Regions from separate parts of the Mus musculus genome. Here region 2 is linked to region 1. A link is a contact called in public promoter capture Hi-C data. All regions are on one chromosome and are shown on one strand. Each heading gives the region's core, a stretch centred on a gene start, on an enhancer-like site or on the middle of the called end of the contact. The rest is flanking DNA. Distances are from core to core; before and after follow the strand shown.

Region 1 (3,233 bases), core at 461-2,960:
TCGATCTTGAGATTCAGGAAGACAAAAAAAAAAAAAAAAAGGTGCTATTGTACAAGACAATACCGAAATGTAAACGACCAGTCACAACCAGAAAGAACTGGCTCAAATTCACGTACATACAATTCTGTTCTTCTACCAAAGAAACAGTAAAAATGCCAAAACAGAGCTATTGCACAAACCACAGCACACATCCTTACAAAATAGATACGTGGTCCTTGCTCACGACCTATGACTTCTGAAAGCTTAGAGACGTAAGCCATATGCTTGTGTGCCAAAAATTGAATTTCATCAGAAAAAAATGAATTAAATAAAAGCACTTTGATGCTCTGTAACTACACAAAAAATCTAGAAAACCGTAATACAAGAAAACACGTGACAACCCACAACATCACTTTCAGGGGGCCATTATATAGCTTAAGTAGTCTAATACAACACGCTGGGATAATAATCTTTTTGCTGTTTCCAAAACTACATTTTGAGGTCACTGAAACAAAGCTGCCGCCATTATTTTGAGGCAGCATCAAAAGCTGTTCTCAACACATGAAGGTCCAAAGTTCTTTTTCTTCCTTGCTAATGAAGACTGCACAGAACGACTGAGACAGTGACAGAAATCCAATAAGATAAATACTCCCAGCGAGCAGGTTCTCTCTTCTCCCACCTCCACCACCAAGCACAGCTGGCGGACCGGATAAAAGAGGAGGGGGCAGGGTCTCCGGCCAAATTGCCAGTATTTGCATCTAGTTTTAGCTGCCTTATACAAAGGACTTCTATTTAAAACTAAGCACCAGCCCAGGCAAAAGAGACTTGCAGGAGAGAAAGCACCGGGTAGGGCACGGCTCCCAGCAGGAGCTTCGCCGTAACCGTAAAACTCAATGTTGGACAGTTAGGCAAGCAACAAGCCTCTTCCTCGCTTTTGTGCGCACCCCCCCCCCTCCTTCCCGGGGAGGGATAACCAGGGAGACCATAAGGTGAAATGGCATTTTAAGTGGGGGTTGCAAACCTCGGAGGAAGGGGGCATGCAGTAGCCTAACTTTAAGGCTGGAACCAAGGGACTCCAAGAATTCCAAATGCAGGATAGATGAGCAGCCACCCCTCCCCGCAATCCGCCAGCTCCTCAGGTGACACAAAGCAGGCATCCGCCAGCAACGCGTGGAAGTCATGGGCAGCGGGCATCCGAGACACCACGGGCTCAGGGAAAATCGAGGTGGGGGTCACGTCGCGGCCAGGGATCCCACAGCCAGAGGCCATCAGCCCACCCTCCAGACAGGCCACCGGCCACCACCTACCAACTGCCTTCGCAGCAGCAAGATGTTCTCTTCCAGGAACTTCTCCTCCAGGCGGCTGCGCTGCGCCGCGTCTCCCCGCAGCTCCCCGGAGCGCGGCGCGACGGTCCCCACGGTCCCGGAGCAGCGCAGCGCACCGCGCACCAGCAGCTCTTGGCGTTGCCGCAGGTACCCCAGCTCCGCCAGCCCCGCCAGCGTGGCCTCCTGGCGCTCGCGGGTACGCTGCCGCTCCGTGTCCGCCTCGCCCCTCTCGCGCCAGCGCCCCTCGGCCTCCGCGCCCCGGCCGGGGCTCAGCGGCTCCGGCTCGCGCGCTGCGTCCGGCTTCATGACCCCCCGAGGCCCCGCCAGCCCGGGAGCAGCAGCACACGCTAGGGCCCCGGCCGCGAGCTCATGCCGCCCGCACTCGCATCCCGCGCTGCTCCCGTCTGCCGCCCCGCAGCTGATAACGCCCCGGCCACGCTACGTCACTCCCGGCCCCGACACCCCGCCTGCTCGCCCGCCCGCCCGCCGCCGCCTCCGCCGGCTCGCGGCGATCAGCTCCTGTCAGGCGCCGGGGCCGCCTGCGCCCCGCCCCGGCCCCGCCCCGGCTCCGCGCCCCCTTTTTCGGTCCTGCGGCACCGCGGTCCCCTCGGCGCCGATTGGCTCGGCTCCATCTCCGGCAGCGGTGGCGGGTGAGGGCCGAGCATCTTGTTACAGCCAGCCCCGAGGGCCGGTCCGCGGGCGCCGTGGCTTTGGGCTCCCGGGACAACTTTCTGAAACTTAACCCCTTCCTCACGTGTCCACGCTCCAAGTCCTCTCCCTTGGCTCTGGGTTTCTTCATCCCAAGCTAATGTCCACTCGGTACTCAGAACACCACTTCTGTAGACTTGGGTTTGGAGGTCGCCTTTGTTTTAAACTCTATTTTGTAACTGGAAGGAAAAAAAAAAAACAAGCAAGGACGTTGTTCTAAAACTCTTTTTGTTTGTTTCAGCTTTTAATCGGAGCTTTGCTGAAGAAGGCCTTTCAAGTCTTACAGAAGGATGCTGTTGTGAGGCCAGCGTTCGCATCAATTCCTATAAAAGCCCAGACTTTATGAGGGGTGGCGTGTGAGCACCTATTGTTTTGTTTTGTTTTGTTTTTTACCGTTCCTTAGCTTCTGTTCACTAGAGCCCTGACTCCGAATCCAGACTGTCTGAATCTGATTCCACGAATAGCAAGTTAAGTGCCCTCCTTGTGCCTCCGTTTACCCAATAGTAAAATGGAGCTAACAGACCAGTCTATTCTAAGAATTACAGTGGCAAACGACGTATAATACATATGCGGTGGTCCAGCACATAAATCTTTAAATAGTTATCTCTCTCCGGGAGGCAGAGGTGGCACATGCTTTTAGTCCCAGCACTTAGTAGGCAGAGGCAGGCAGATCTCAGGGTCGAGGACAGAGAGAGAGAGAACGATATTGTGCTCATGGGGTTTCTTCCCCGACCCCAGGGGAACTTATTTTAGAATTCCCCTAAAATACCATTCAGGATTTGACCTTGTGTCCTTGGGATGCCACTCAGTGGGTATTTCATTGGCTCGGGGATCTATCTGGAAACGCCATTAGCTGGCTTATGGGAGCTGCACCTCATGCCTTGAATCCTAGAACCTCAGAAATTAAATTTAGGGAGTCACAATTTGAGATCATTAAGACAAAGTGTTCTATGAAGGAACACATTTCAGGTCATGACTTCAGAATTTTACACCTTTGCCCAGCTGCTCACTTCAGCAAGGAATTCTCTCTCTTTTTACTCTCTATGTGGTCTAATCTTCCAAGATCAATTTGTTCATGCCCTATGCCCCATACCCGCCCCCCTGCCCCCACTGGTTAACTGCATGAGTGCCTGGTCTTTCTCACACACTATTGTCTGGTTCTCTTTCTGGGCACACACAATCTGTGTGCTTAGGTGTTCCTTGTGTATCTTCTCTCCAGCT
Region 2 (3,233 bases), core at 327-2,826, 1.2 Mb before region 1:
CATCTAGTGGGGATGTACAGTGAGTGGTGCTATGCTTTGGGAAAAAAAAAAATCTGTCAGTTTCTCAAAGAGCCAAACAAGGGAATTAGCCTCTGACATACCTATTCCATTACCAGGTATTATATCCATGAAAACATGCCTACATAAAAATTTATACAAAATGTCCACGGCATTATTAGTACTGGCAAACTCTTTTTGCCAATGGCTAATGGCTAAATAATACAGGGCATATCTGCCTAATATACTAATAAACAATAATGAATAATACAAGCTGCAACATAAAATTCGCTAGATGCACGCACACAGATCACATGTTTTAAGGTTGTGTTTATATCGAGTATCTGAAATAATTTTGTTGAGACTAAAGATTAGTGATTGCCTACAACTAATAGCAGGAATATTGGGGAGGAGAGAGAAAAAGCAGCTAAATAGAAAAGATTTCTTTTGGAGGTAATCAAATTGCTCCGAAACCAACTTGTAGAGATGATTGTGCAAACCTGTTGAGATGCTCAAAACCAGTAAGCTGTATACTTCCAGAAAATGAATTGTATGTACCTCAGGAAAGCTCTCACAGAGGAGGATGCAAAGGTCCCCTGCCCGGGATTTTCCACAGCAGTTAATAACCAATAGGCATTTCCTAAAGGTAGGAAAGGCATAACCTGTAGCTAGCCTGGGATCCAGGCAGTTAAATCACTAAAATGGCAATATCTGTACTGGATGCTGTGAGAAATTATGGGTGATTGGGTGTGAATGGAAGCAGATATAAAATAATATGAATGCTCTCTCTCTAAACTCAGGGATTTAATGAAAAAAAAATAGAACCATAGTGGAAAAAATGAATAAGGGGAACATGAGAATAAGAGAGCATACAATTCAGAGGTCTAATAAATAACGAATGGGATTCATTTTTAAAAATTCTGGTCTTTGACACGCAAAGGATTATATAGAGACAGAGAAACCTGAGAAACGCGCTATACATATCCAGGAGGCCAAGAATGAACAAATTTTGGTCAGGAGGGCTTGAGACAGAGATAAACCAAGAAAGAGTGATCTTACCTAAGGGGCATAGGCCATGAACTTGATTAGAGTAACATGGCCATCCCTCAGCAGGGCCAAAGGGCCATTCTCCATTTCACAGAGGCCTCTCAGAAATAAAACGTAACTCCACGGGCTGCAAAAGTATTCTCAGTCACATTAAAGCCAAACTGGATCACTACCTCGATCAACTCAATTTGCTCAGTACATTAAAAAGAGCAATAATTGCATTTAAAAGCTGTTTCATGGAGAGCGAAAGATGTTTCTTGAGGTATTAAAAGGTGAAGGAACCCAGTAGTACCCAGGGGTGGAAACTAAGGCAGCAACGAAGTCTCAGGTGTGTTGGGGACGGACATACCTGGAGTCACCGCAGGGGAGAGGCGACGCGAGGGCGTCCTGGGACCACATCTCCCCAGCTGAAGTCGGTTGGGAACTCCTGCCCGAGGATGGATGCGGGCCCCGCCAGCAGCTGACCGGAGGCCTCCAGGACCGCTCCCGTTCCCATGGCTAAGATCAACTGCGCTCGTGCCTCCCAGGGGTCAGTGCGCACGCGCGCTCGGAGGCGGGGCTGTGCGTCTCGTCCCGCCCCCTGCCGCCTGGTTCTGCCGGAGGCGGATTCATGTGTGCGGCACAGCAGCGCAGGGTAGGCGGGGTTTCCTCCGCGCAGGGCCGGGCGGGCTAGTGTTGTGGGAGACGCCCAGACTTCTTCCGCACTGGTGCTCTGGTTCTTGAGCGGCCTAAGCACCACCTCTGAACTCTCACCCGGGCCACGCCCAGACGAAGGAACGTGGTTGCCTTGGTGACGAGTCCATCGTTTGGCAACCTCGAGGCTGGAGAGCTGGATGACTTGACTGTCTCTTGGGGAGCCTAGGCTTTCCAAGATTGGCAGACCCGTGACTCAGAAGTGCAATAAAAGTCCAATCCCCCAGGGTTCGGATACCTCCATTAATGACTACAGAACTAAGGCCATTCAAACAGCCTCAGGGATGGGAATGTTTTTAAATGGTAACATGTGCCTGTTATATTTATATTTTTGCTCTTAGTATTATAGTACTTTGGGCACATTATAAACTATATCCATGTAAAATAATGAACCTGTCTGTGGCAGCGAGCCAGGGCCCAGGGACACAGGTTGTAGATAGTCACCCTAGCAACTGGATTTTTTTTTTTTCAAGAGATCTCCATTCAAGTGAAGTTGGGATTCTTGAATTTGCCACAGGAAAAAAATTCCAGGGCGAGCCTGTATGAAGCAGAGTTGGAGTCTACAAGTGATTTTTTTTTTTTTTTTTTTTTTTTTGGTTTTTCGAGACAGGGTTTCTCTGTGTAGCCCTGGCTATCCTGGAACTCACTCTGTAGACCAGGTTGACCTCGAACTCAGAAATCCGCCTGCCTCTGCCTCCCGCGTGCTGGGATTAAAGGCGTGTGCCACCACGCCGGGCTACAAGTGATTTTAATATAAAATAGAGGGACTGATAGATGTGCTCAATGACAGCGTAAGACACATCAAAGTGTGGGGACTTCCACTTTGCATGTTACGTATACAGTGTTGGTGATGTCTGAGGTTATGTAGGAAGCTCTGCTAAGGAAGTTGAGTGATATCAGAAGGTTCCTGAATTTGGATCGGATTACAACTGATAAAGTAAAAACAGTGTTTTGAAAAATATGTTTATAGTCTTGTTTGGAGAGTCCCAAATACTTTCAGGTTTACAAATACTTAAGAAAGGTGTGAGGTCATAAATACTTAGGCCTTAAGCATGGCTCGCAGGTATTTTTCCATTCTTATTTGAAATGATTCTACATGAAAGGAATACTGCCTTTTTATAGGTAACCTTCACAGAATATTATAACTATGCTGACTCTCTTCACTTGCTGGATTACTTTTTTTTTTTTTCTTCTGAGACAGGGTTTCTCTGTATAGCCTTGGCTGTCCTGGAATTCACTTTGTAGACCAGGCTGGCCTTGAACTCAGAAATCAGCTTGCCTCTGCCTTCTGAGTGCTGGGATTAAAGGCATGTGCCACCATGCCCGGCTTTACTGGACTATCTATCTTACCTTCAACTTTCAAAATAGAATTACAACTTTTTGAGCTTCTCAACACATATAAAAGTTTCTAACCTTAAAATATTGTGTGTTGGTTTGGAGAGATGGCCCAGTGGTTATGAGCAATGACTACTCTTCCAAAGGTCCTGCAGCAACCA

The links. Promoter capture Hi-C pulls out the DNA fragments that hold promoters and counts their contacts.
Region 2: a promoter capture Hi-C map of liver shows a contact between it and region 1, with 2.4 times the contacts expected there. The contact joins the promoter of Pcnx4 here to the promoter of Dact1 in region 1. A contact is called at or near these places in 2 of 39 promoter capture datasets (hippocampal neurons and liver) and 1 of 115 datasets of contacts at active chromatin or transcription factors (embryonic stem cells).

The regions. Positions count from the first base shown.
Region 1 is chr12:71,308,361-71,311,593 of GRCm38.p6, reverse strand. Dact1 (dishevelled-binding antagonist of beta-catenin 1) reads right to left here and starts at 1,710. Exons shown (of 4, transcript NM_021532.4): 1 at 1,287-1,710. The coding sequence starts at 1,610. It also overlaps a transcript of 2700049A03Rik not described here.
Region 2 is chr12:72,534,700-72,537,932 of GRCm38.p6, reverse strand. It overlaps Pcnx4 (pecanex homolog 4), which reads right to left and starts at 1,576. Exons shown (of 11, transcript NM_026327.3): 1 at 1,394-1,576.